2 separate regions of the Gadus morhua genome follow, and region 1 is linked to region 2. A link is a contact called in public Hi-C data. All regions are on one chromosome and are shown on one strand. Each heading gives the region's core, a stretch centred on a gene start, on an enhancer-like site or on the middle of the called end of the contact. The rest is flanking DNA. Distances are from core to core; before and after follow the strand shown.

Region 1 (6,319 bases), core at 3,745-6,244, 180 kb before region 2:
TAATATCAATAGAGCATAATAAAAGAATGAAACAGCACAGAAACAAAGTCTTGATGGTCGTCACCCCAGCATTAAGGACCTCCATAGGAAGTGAGTTCCATATGGTTTAGAAGGGGGGGGGGGGGCTGAAATGATTTACATACATACACTACCGTCCAAAAGTTTGGGGTCACCCAGGCAATTTCATGTTTTCATCTTTTATTCAACAGTTTTCAACTGTGCTAACATAATTGCGCAAGGGTTTTCTCACCATCAATTAGCCTTTTAAAACAAATATCTAAACAATAGACAATTAGAACAGATGAGTGATAGTGGCAGGAAATGGGCCTCTATACACCTATTTGATATTCCATTAGAAATCTTAATAATCATTTATCCCATTAACATGTTGTCTAGACTGTATTTCTGATTTAAAAAAAAACGTTTGAGCTGTAGTGTAAAACTGAGCCCCATTAACAGACCCCCCCCCCCCCCCCCCCCCCCCAGGTGGGCCTGAGGAACGGGATCCGGTTCTACAGGGACACCGACGTTCCGGGCCGCTGCTTCCAAAAAGAGACCATCGACCGGCTGCAGATCGAGCATCGTTGCTGTGGCAACAACAACTACCGGGACTGGTTTGAGGTTCAGTGGATCAGCAACCGGTACCTGGACTTCACCCACAAGGAGGTCAAGGAGTGAGTGGTGCTAGGGTGTGGTCGGAAAACTGATTCCCATGACATGTAGGAGGCGCTACATTCTCATCCCTTCTGCAAAACATCTAGCGAGTGAAAGACAGAGGAATACACATATATATACCGAGGAATATGCAATAGAGGGAATGAGGAGAGGTAGAATAGGAGGAGGCACTGGAGTAGAACAGAAAGAAACACTGGTGGGAGAGTGGAAAAGCATCAATGGAAACGTTGCACTGAACTCATGTGATGCAATGTCAAATAACATTATGTACACAAATAATATACCTTAACTGTGTGTGTTTGAACGATATACAATATAGAATACGATACATAGAATTGTCTCTTGTCTCCTGTCTCCTGGTCGCTTCCACTGTTCTTCAGTGTTCCTCGTCCACCTGCTCTCACTCTCCCCCTCGCTGCTCCTCTGTTCCGTCCAGTCGTATCCGGAGCAACGTTGACGGCCGCTACCTGGTGGACGGCGTCCCCTTCAGCTGCTGTAACCCCGGCTCCCCGCGACCCTGCCTGCAGTACCACCTGCTGGACAACAACGCCCACTATAACTACGAACACCAATCAGAAGAGCTCAACCTCTACGGCCGGGGCTGTCGGCAGGCTCTGGTCTCCTACTACATGGAGATGTTGAACACCATTGGTCCCGGTGTGCTGTCCATCATGTTCATACAGGTGGGTGAGCCAATGGGAAGATAGGAGAATATTGATCAGAGATATGTTAACATTATTAACAAATCTTATTTCAGTTCTAATCCTCTTGTGTTCAAACCCTTTACACCAATTGGATTCAAAGTCTATTCAAATATCATCTAGCTCTACGATGTAAAACTTTTCACTGTAAAATTACGGTAAAGTACTTGCAGCCGTTTCGCCAGCAAGGTACTGTTTAGTAATATTACTGTATAATATAAATACAGTAGATAAGAATTTTGCTGTATATTTACATCAAAGTCTTACAGTTTACCTCTGACTGAAGATGCACCCACAGATATCAGACAAAGGCATAGTCACCATCACAAACCACCCAGCGATGGCACTTGTCTTGCCAATGATATATTGTTTCTAGCATTTGTCAATCAATTTAATCAGAAACATATATTGCAATAACAGAATTTGATGCATTCCTGAATTTCTATTTAGTTGGCAACCGTTTTTTGTGATTATTACTACTCAATACTCAATACAATAAACAAGGCCCCATGTCAGACACATAAGCAACAGCAATGTGTTTCTCTCAGGATAATTGCAGTTTCATGAAGTGTCATTTGAGGCAGTAGTCTGCGGGTTGTCAGAACTAATCCACTCTCCAACTCAACACGTCTCTAAAGTGTAAGCTGGTCTTCGGCACACGGCAGTGTTTGCGAGCAGTCTTTCAGGACTGACTTATCTCGTGGCAGAATGAAATTGCCCCAGAATTTCATCATCCTGTTTGATACCCATCTGGTAAGAGACATGAATAGTGTGGGTTCTGTGAAAACCAAGGACTTGGGCATAGCTCCTCGCTTTACACAGCACGGCTAATCTCACATTAATGTAGCGTAGCTTTAGAATTCTTCTGGAAAGCTGGAAATAATGGTACTTGAAATGAACACATTCAAGTACAAATTGGATTGAATGTGTTATGTTGGACCGTATCCATAATAACAACATAATAGATTCAAATTACAAACGGTGAAATGATCCGTGACAGATTTGCTAAAAGATTATCGCTTCACAGTGATGCTTGGCAATCTATTGAATTGAAGATGAATTGAACCTGAGCAACGGTTTAAATGATCTAAGAATGCGTCGGCGTGTGAACCAGCGCAGACTGGCTCCACCGGTTCAAACCGTACGCCCGGACCTCGTTCTCTGTGGCGTCGACCACAACAGAGTCAGACCCGTCCCTGGCCCCCGCCCCCTCATCCTGACATCAGCCGACCTCTGACCTTCGGGTTCCCCAGGTGTCGGTGATCGCCAGCATGCGGTACCTCCAGACGGCAGTGGAGGGGGCCATGGCGCTGGAGAACCCAGAGGAGGAGAGCGAGGGCTACCTGCTGGAGAAGGGCCTGAAGGACTCCCTGGTGGACCTGCGGGCGGCCGTGCTCGGCCTGCTGAAGATCGGCCCCGTGGGGCCCGACGCCGAGGGGGGGGCCGCCGACGAGGAGGCGGGCGAGAAGCCTGCCAACTGAGAAGAGGAGCCGAGAGAGAGAGAGTGAGAGAGAGAGAGAGAGAGGGAGAGAGAGAGGGAGAGAGACGGAGAGGGAGAGAGAGAGAGAGAGAGAGAGAGAGAGAGAGAGAGGGAGGGAGAGAGAGAGAGAGAGAGAGAGAGAGAGAGAGAGAGAGAGAGAGAGGGAGAGGGAGAGAGAGAGAGAGAGAGAGAGAGAGAGAGAGAGAGAGAGAGGGAGAGGGAGAGGGAGAGAGAGAGGGAGAGGGAGAGGGAGAGGGAGAGAGAGAGAGAGAGAGAGAGAGAGAGAGAGAACAGCGCGGCGTCCTAATCGGTGTGGCGGGAGTGATAAGAGGGGTGGGGGAGTTTATTTTTAGGGGGGGGGTTGCAGTGATTTAAACTTGGCAGGCGGTGGCGGGGAGGGGGCGTCGGGGTACAACATCTGTGGAGTCCGACGAGGTAGGCTGATTTATACCCGGCCGGAGCAGCATCTGTGCTCCACTGTGCGCCCTGCCGGCCCGTGGGGGGGGGGGGGGGGGGGTTCCGGGGGGGGGGCCCGTCGGGGGGGGGGGGGTTCGGGGGGGGGGGCCCGTCGGGGGGGGGGGGGGGGGGGGGGATATCGGGCTTTGCACAGCAACACGCTGGGTGTAGGAGCTTTTCTTTCTTTTTATCACGGAGCGTGTCAACATCAGTGATCTGCAGGAGAGGTGCGGCGCTCCTTTGTTTCGCCGTAGGGAGAGAGTAAAGCACAGGGGGGTAGGATTTGCATCTATTAAAAACAAGCCAACTCGAATTAATCCAATTGTGTCCGCCCACTAAGACATCATTGTCCGTGAAAGCCCCTTGTTTAAATCTGTTCGACTCACTGTTACATTATGTTCATGTGAGAGAAATCCACGCCCAGGGTATTTATCTGTAGCACAGCTAGAGTTACCGACTGAAATGTAATTGTTAGACGTCTGATAAGTTGTTAAACGTTGTTAAAAATATTAAAGGTAGATCTTTTTAACTGCTTTGTAGTGTTGGCTACATTTTGTACATGTTATGTTTGAATGGGGGCAGACTGGTGGATGACCCGCTGGTAGATTGGTCTAGAACCCCAGAGTGGCGTTCAGCAGGTACGACAGTGGGCCAGCGAGTGTCTGTATGCACTGAGTCTGAGTGTGTGTTTAGCAGTGTCCTACAAGGGTGTGACGAGATGAAGGTTGTCATCTTCCATCCTCTGGCAGCTCTATACCAATCTGATAATCCCACTGTGGATAATCTCAGAACTGCTGCACAAGCATTATCAGCACACACACACACACACACACACACACACACACACACACACACACACACACACACACACACACACACACACACACACACACACACACACACACACACATACACACAGTCACATGCACGCACAAATTTGGAAGGGTGTGCTCTGCAGTGCAAGAAACCCTGCTCACAGTTTGTAACAGTGTGCAAGTCAAGGAAACTGATTTTATTTCCACAGACAAACCAACTGTTGGTTCTGTCATATCCTAGAGGGGGCTGTTTCCGTTCCAGAATAATACCATATCTACAGAATTTCCATGCAAAGGTTTTTACTTATTTATTATTCTCTCAGAAGATTCATCAAATATTTAGAATATGTAAATGAAAGGTTAGGAATACTGGTGATTTGTAATTAAAATCCCAAGAACTCAACAGAAGACGGCTGTTGTTGGTTTTATTGTTTGGAGGGAAATGTGTAAATAAATAAACAAATAAAAACATTTATAAATGAATAAACAAACGAACGAATGAATAAATAAGGCCGCGTCTATCCATCAATCGACAGCCGCCTTGCATTTACCACCAGCAGAGTTCGCTGTTGTACAATACTTCATTAGTTCCTAGCGTTGAAATTAATTAAGCAGATATCTCGCGCATCTCGTTTGCCTTATCTAAATTAGAGCTGGTCATTGGCAGGAAATTAAACTTGAATCTGTCACACAAATTTAATTCGGATGGGTTCATTGTTTAACATAGGTGGTAATAAAACTCAATACTTTCCATGGTCCCCTCGTCCATCTTGAGGGTGCTGGGCTGAAACGCCGGGGTCTCTCTGATGTAGGACGTGGAGGAGGAGGTGGAGGAGGAGGACGGTGGTTCCACATACGTAACACGTGCGTGTTGAACACTCCGGTGCGGTTTTGCAATGTGCTGCAGAACTAGATGACTGACAGGAAGAAAGAGAAGTCACGCAGAGGGAGGGAGTGGTAGGGCCACCGACATGTCCTTATGAAACACTCATTCTCCTTCTGATTGTAGCCTTGAGCTGGCTATTGTTGTTTGATTAAGTGGTCCTTTGATCTCTCACCGATGGTGGCTAACATGGAGTTAATAGAGGAATTCCTGGAGAGTGCGTTGGCCAAATGGGTACGTGGTTTATAAATTACTCCTTTCAAACCGACATGAAGCGGATGGTCGATAAAGACTTTATTATTGGACGTTACCGTGAAATAGTTTAAAACAAGTAGTCTAGCCCTGCACACGAAACCAAGCACTTCTATCAAGTTGTTTCAGGTCTCATGGATATATATTCCATTTAAGAAGCAATGGGCTCTCGTTATTATGAACAGAGGCCAATCAAAAGTATCCCAGCACTAGGCCTATTGAAACACATCAGCGCATTACCATTACCAACAATATAAAACAACAAACAAACAAAAAGAAAGAAAATAGATACAAACTCTACGGTCTCTTTCTCTATTGTTCATATAGAAGAGCAAAGCAAACTTCTCCTTTTGACTGCTTCCTCTGACAGTTTCGCACCGCTGCATAGACTGCAGAGAATAACACTAATGACACACACGCCATTAGTGTCTCATCACACTCACCACGACACTGCAGTAATAACCACAAGGGTTTACATTGCACAGGCACGCACACACAAGCGCGCGTACGTACGTACACACACACACACACACACACACACACACACACACACACACACACACACACACACACACACACACACACACACACACACACACACACACACACACACACACACACACACACACACACACACACGCACACAGATACAATCTGGCTGATTAGGCCTCAGCTCCTCAGCAATATGTATGTATTCAGTTTAACTTACTGCCAATGCTTTTCGCTTATAGGTCATTTTATAGACAGTGCATTATTAAGAGGCGGCCCGGGTCCGGGATTGGGACTAAACCTCATTATTTTGTAGTGTGAACTGGCACAGTGAGCCGCAGCACAGGAAGACCTTGGCCGCCGTCCCGCTTGGCTCTTCTCTTCACTGTGAAGTGCTTCCCAGTGTGACAGCGCGGCGCCCACCTGTCCGAACAGGTGTCGCCCCGTGCCGTCTGAAGTAGCTTCCTGTCGGCCGACTATAGAATGCCACACTACAGGCGCGCACGAGCCATCGACGTTAGAATAAAACAACAATCCCGAGCGGACCATATCATATACCTCCGTCTAT
Region 2 (6,348 bases), core at 2,918-5,417:
TCTATGTATCCTAGCCTGAGAAAAGGCAGAAAGTGTCTCTCTGGCTCAAAAGTATGAAATCCTCAAACTACCACAGTGCATTGCGCCCGCTGCACCGCCCGCTTCCGTTTGGAGGGGGAAGGACCCATGGTCCTAGTGCAAGTGGTAGCGCGAGCAAACTTTGTGTGAACATATCCCCGTGATACGTTGAATGGTTTAGACTTCTGCCCTCGTTTTTTCAAACATTTGTATATTACTGTACAGCATGAAAACATTTGCTAATTACATTAGCTCAGCATATCAAGTATTTGTACTCAACTATTTCTCCCCAGTTGAAATAAGTGCTTATCTTATACAGTAGGCCTACTTTAGCATAACAGTACTTGGGTTAGTAAACAAATCACAACAACCAACATGAATTTGAAGTTTTATTCATGAAAAAATGTGAACTATTTACAAAAATAAAACGTGTAGGGTGCGTTTGCTTGAGTCAAAATAGTCCCAGCTCATCTTGAGCATCTACTGTCTCCTGGTAGCAACAGTACTGTCCATCTTGTGCTGGCTAATTAGCTCTGATGGCCTGGACAACACAGGAAGCTGATACTGTCTAAGAAAGAAAGAGAACAACATTAGCAAAGCAAAGTAAAAATGATGCCTTGAGTAGCCTATACAGCATTACACAGGATTTCAAGCTAACGTAGCGTAGCCTATGATCTGCCAATAAGATCGGCTACTTTCGGATAACTACATTGTCACGTTCCCCGGGACTCAAAATTATTGTAGCCAATGTGTTAGTAAAAAAACTAACACTTACTCTATAATCAGGCGTCTGTTTCTCCCGGCGGGCTTTGGCTGGCGTTTCCAGTTCACTTTCTGGGTCCGGAAATATGTATCCAATACCCAACTGTTCTGATGAGGCGTGAAGCCTGGGTGAGAGGTTACACACATGGCCCCATCCTCGCCAGATTCAGCCATTTATTCTAGAAGAAACTGGCATCGCTGAAATTCGCTGCAGCACAGGGACTCTGTGTTGTGTCTATAGGCGAACAGAGCAAACCGGCGCGCTCCGGCTCCTCGTCCTCGGCAACAGGCAAGTTTTATTCAGCTGCAGCCGCAGCAGCCTCCTCCTCTATTCGTGTCAATTCTTCCTGGCTGTATTCTGGCTCGTACTAATAGCCCTGAATGTCCAAATCCAACAATAGATTTCAAAATTCAATTTGGCTGTTTCACATTGCAAATTTGTTCTCGCGGGAAAGAAACATGACGGACATTGTGTTTACATCTCATACGCAAGCTCCCCCCCCCCCCCCCCTCATTCCTTGTTGGTGGGCTCACAAATTTGCGGAACCAGTGGCTTGTAGTCCTCGGCTCTTCTAGCAGGCAAGCAAAGTTCTCCCGTGATGACGTCAAACGCGTCATTTGACCTCATCTCGGGAGAAAATTAGATCAGGAAAGCTGGGCCATGGGAAGACTGGGTAAGACTGGCAAAAAATATTTTTTATATTACAATAGCGATTTTAGAATGATAGAACGCCGGTTTTGAATGGGTGAAGTATCCCTTTAAGAGTATGTTTTTAATGCTTCTTACCACATACATTTACAAGGTAAATCTTTGAGATGTCAACACTGAATAACAGTTGATAATGATACTGATGCAGCAGGTGTTTGTCCTTGTGCTTCAAAAGTAAAAACAGCATCTTCCCTGTCAGCCATTTTGCGTAGTGAGCCTGACCAATATATCGGATGGCAATAATGTCTGCCGATGTTGGCCGGCAGTGTCCTCAGTTGGCTGCGCAGAGTAGGAAGCGGGCAGTTTTACTAACAGTTCCTTCTGTGGAATTCAGGGGTAGTTCCAAACTAGCTCATGCAATAAAATGCTGGAAACGTAACAAACTTGGGCCCTATGTATTGTATTATATTTATATGTATAAGCCTTGACAGCAGATTCTTTTTTTTTCACTTTATTTCTTTCTCTATTGAGCGCAAAATAAGCACGGTCTGGGGTTTCTTCTTGGAGCACCAGAGTGGTTAAGTCCCCGGCAGGCGTTCATTCAGTGTTGCGGTTGCAGTATGTTGTTATCTGCCATTTGTGTTGTCAGCCTATAGTTAAATAAGTCAGGAACCAGTGTATTTATTTTCTAGGGTTTTGGGTAACCGAAGAAAAGATTGGTAGACTCAAATCTGACCAACTCTACCATTAGATTGGTTGATGGGGAAGTAAAAGATCTGTGCACGTTATCTCTAGATTAACTTAATCTGCATTATCTCTACTCTTCCAACATATCGTGAAGTGCTGTGAAGTCATTTTGTCTCACATCCTCTCTCGGTGTGAGTCCCACTCGGTTACAGCAGAGCTTCGACGTGTGGTGCGTCGCACCAGGCGAGACACAGAGCGCCGCGCTGGACAGCGTTGCGTAGTTGAAAGACAACACGTCGGGAGATTAGACACTAGGTTTATTCTGTTTTTAATACAATGGATCCAAACAGATGCCGCAGTGATGCGGGCCAAGGTGCCAATTCTGATATGGTCACATGCAAGCTATGGAGCGTTAAACACGAATGTTGATGTAGCATTGCAGGCAAAATTAAAGAAATAACTAAGGCCTAAAGCTTTTAAATTATATGACTGCAGACTTTGTTTCTGTCCTTTTTTAAATCCTGCCAAAACGATGACCTCTGTGACATCTTTCATTCATTTGGAAAACAGTAAATGTTCATTGAGTTATGACTAGCAGTCATCTTTAAGATCGGGGGGTTAAAGCTGTGAAAGCTGGGTGTTTTGACCTGTCTTATAGAGTCTATTAAACCATATGATTATCAAGTCAAAAATGTCGGAGCCTTGAATATTATTTTCTGAATAAATAATGCTATTCTGACACAATATAGCCTATCACTAAAAATAAAATACATCCGTCTGAATTCATCCCTTAAAATAAAAAATAGTGGATTAAGAACAAGGGGAATTTGGTTGAACATGTGCATATCAACCTAACTATTAAAATCGGTATCGTATCGGTGAACCCAATATCGGCAGGATCTCAGTACACATGATTACCAAAATAACACATTTCATATAGAAGTAGTCGATTTTGTGTCCGACCCCCCCCCCCCCCCCCCCCCCTCCCACCCGGCTGTGTGCAGTGAAGCCATGCTGACCTGAAGAGGGGCCTGGAGAGGGACTCCACACAGGGACCTGGTCCAGGGACGTATAGCAACGGGTCCTGTAGAACCGCCGCCTCTCATCCAGCGGCAAGGACAGCATCCGGTCTAAGGAAGAGAAGATTGAGAGAGAAAGAGAGATGATGAATCATACGTCGTATATGGAAAGTGGTGCCCCCTTAAAGTTTACACGTTCAGTTTAGTGTGATTGCCGTAATTACCCCCGGGGAGTTTCCACTATGTATGTTACCTAATTTGGGGTTCTCTAGTCTAGAGGACATTGTTTATAGTGCAGCTTTAGTTTCGTCTCACCCTTGGTCTCCTTCCAGTCTGCCTCAGCGGACTCAAGGTTAACCTTCAGAGATTCTGTCCCTTCGGCCATGGTGACCCGGGCACTGGTGTGGACACATACGGCCGCAGTGGTGGCGAACCCGAGTGCGCCGAGGACAACTTTACGAAGCAAAACTCCCCTCTCACGGGAACGGGTGAACCCGTCCTTCTGCAACGTGGTTGTTGTTGACAACTTGTTCCATCGGGTCGCAGTGCTTGACTGTTTGGCGAACATTTGACTTCCACAGTTGCACTCAGCTGATACATTCCTCCTCACCGATCCAAACAGGAGAGTGAGGGGTCGTTTTGGACGGAAACCTGCAGTACTTGAAATGTTTTTGACATGCATGAAGTCAAGTCGATTACCTGACAGACGACCCGCTGAGGATAGGATTCTGATACGTGGAAGGAGGATGGATGTTTTAAATGTCATGTTGCATGGGGTAAATAATAGGCCTACAATAATGCGTGACATTGACCACTGCCTTCATGCAGTGACTGGGTTTCGTTTTTGATTCTTAATGTTCCACAATCAAACATTTGCTGTTTCTGTTTCGGGTGACGCTGGGAATGTACCGAAATTAGAGGGTTGAAGTAAAAAGCAATTTTTTATTCAAAAATATTTACATCAACCCTGCATTGTAGCTATTATTATTATGTTAATATGGTGTTTTGTGCGCAATAGCGGGCGGAAGAGGATATCCAACAGGAGCACCGACGCACCGACCCATATTTAGGCTGCTGCGTTTCACGTCTGTAAAAGAGATGGCCCAGGCTATGTCGCCATCTACCGAGTTGAAATGGAACATTCAAAATATACATCTGTTGAATTGTTTTACATTTTGCAAATCCTTTTTGTATAGTGTTCATTCAAAAGAGCATACATTTAAGACAATAAGTGGAATGCAGTTCAATAAAGAAAATCTGGGATGCACATAGGAAAGACATGAATAACACTATACAGTCATGAAAGGTGTAGAGCTACTACTGGCAACAGGATGATGATGATGCTTCAACACAGTTTACAACATTTGTGGTGAAAATGACACCTCCATTCTACTATTTGTTATATCAGAGAAATGGAAAGTGGAGCTCATATTAATAGCACTTTGTCCGTGATGAATGTGTGTGTGGCTTGTGTGTGCTAGTATGCATGGCCCTTTGACGAAGCCTCACGGATTATCACAAATGGCCACACTGCATCCGACTACACCCCCCACATTGGCACACAAGAAGTCACTTACAGCTCAGTCAAACTGTGAACACACATCTCGCTCGCACTTCCGCCCGCCGGAAATAGACAAAGAGGAACCTTTCTTTTTTTTACAGAACTGACACCGCAGGCACTTGCCTAACAGGAGTGACACCGACCTCAGGGCTCCCACACACAAGGGGAGAAAGAAGGCGAGCGCACAGCGGCAGAACAACACTTTAGTACGTTTACACCCGGTGACCTTCAGGGTAGAAGAGACAAGGCTCGTAGACTCCAGGGAAAGGGGCTTCCTATAGCATCATCACCGACGGAGGAGCTTGACGGTAAACCATTGTTTGTTTTTTGTTTGTTTGTTTGTGTGTGTGTGTGAGAGAGACCAAGAGAGAAATACTATCTAGAAGGAAGAGAGAGATGGGGGGGGAGGAGGGGGGAGGGTAGAAGAGCCAAAGGGGTGCGGTTGGAAAAAGTCGCCTGTACTGGATCCAGAACCAGTGATCTAGTCATGTCAGCATCAATTTCTACATCTCCGCTCCTAACACAGCTCCTCAGCCGGACGTAGAGAGACACACAGACAGGTGTGGAGAGAGAGAGAGAGACAGAGAGACAGAGAGATAGAAGATAGGCTAAGTAGGTTGGTGATGCTTGCAAAATGAACCACACAGAGGTCTTGCACATGTAGGATTGCGTGGTCTTACGTTTGCAGCTTGTTTCAAGCCCAGGCGAGGAGGGCGTTCATCGCTGTGTAGGTTTCAAAGAAGACATTCTGGTCTGGTAAGACGAATGTCTCATCTCATCATCTCATCTTCATCCGCTTATCCGGGGTCTGGTCGCGGGGGGAGCAGCTCAAGCAGGGGGCCCCAGACACCCCTTTCCCGGGCCACATTGACCAGCTCTGACGGGGGGATCCCGAGGCGTTCCCAGGCCAGTGTTGAGGTATAATCTCTCCACCTAGTCCTGGGTCTTCCCCGAGGTCTCCTCCCCACTGGACGTGCCTGAAACACCTCCAAAGGGAGGCGCCCAGTGGGCATCCTTACCAGATGCCCGAACCACCTCAGCGGACTCCTTTCTAAGTAAAGGAGCAGCGGCTCTAATCCGAGTTCCTCGCGGATGGTGGAGCTTCTCCCCCTATCCCTAAGGGAGACGCCAGCCACCCTTCTGAGAAAACTCATCTCGGCCGCTTGTACCCGCAATCTCATACTTTCGGTCATCACCCAACCCTCATGACCATAGGTGAGGATAGGAACGAAGATCGACCGGTGGATTGAGAGCTTTGCCTTGCGGCTCAGCTCTCTTTTCGTAACAACGGTGCGGTAAAGCGAACAAAATACCGCCCCCGCTGCTCAGATTCTCCGGCCAATCTCAAGCTCCATCGTACCCTCACTCGCGAACAAGACCCTGAGGTACTTGAACTCCTTCACTTGGGATAAGGACTCATTTCCTACCCGGAGTAAGCAATCCACCGGTTTCCTGCTAAGAGTCATGGCCTTAGATTTAGCGGTGCTGATCCTCATCCCAGCCGCTTCACACTCGGCCGCCAGCCGATCCAGTGAGTGCTGAAGGTCACAGGCGATGATCCAATGAGGACCACATCATCTGCAAAAAGCGGTGACGAGATCCTCAGACCAACTGCAACCCCTCCCCACCACGACTACGCCTCGATATCCTGT

Evidence for each region. A called contact is a pair of places that touch in the nucleus more often than the background predicts.
Region 1: a contact with region 2 is called in a Hi-C map of gonad, with 5 times the contacts expected there. The contact joins the promoter of ccdc88b here to the promoter of macrod1 in region 2. A contact is called at or near these places in 5 of 6 Hi-C or Micro-C datasets (blood, gill, gonad and 2 more).

The regions. Positions count from the first base shown.
Region 1 is chr10:6,906,436-6,912,754 of gadMor3.0, reverse strand. ccdc88b (coiled-coil domain containing 88B) reads left to right here and starts at 4,994. Exons shown (of 28, transcript XM_030368402.1): 1 at 4,994-5,244. The coding sequence starts at 5,188. It overlaps rom1b (retinal outer segment membrane protein 1b), which reads left to right. Exons shown (of 5, transcript XM_030368403.1): 3 at 487-674; 4 at 1,112-1,358; 5 at 2,630-2,926. The coding sequence ends at 2,857.
Region 2 is chr10:6,724,863-6,731,210 of gadMor3.0, reverse strand. macrod1 (mono-ADP ribosylhydrolase 1) reads right to left here and starts at 4,167. Exons shown (of 9, transcript XM_030368418.1): 1 at 3,451-4,167; 2 at 3,136-3,246. The coding sequence starts at 3,943. It overlaps fermt3b (FERM domain containing kindlin 3b), which reads left to right and starts at 4,761. Exons shown (of 15, transcript XM_030368415.1): 1 at 4,761-5,004. LOC115552372 (a long non-coding RNA gene) reads right to left here and starts at 3,082. Exons shown (of 2, transcript XR_003978307.1): 1 at 794-3,082; 2 at 395-586.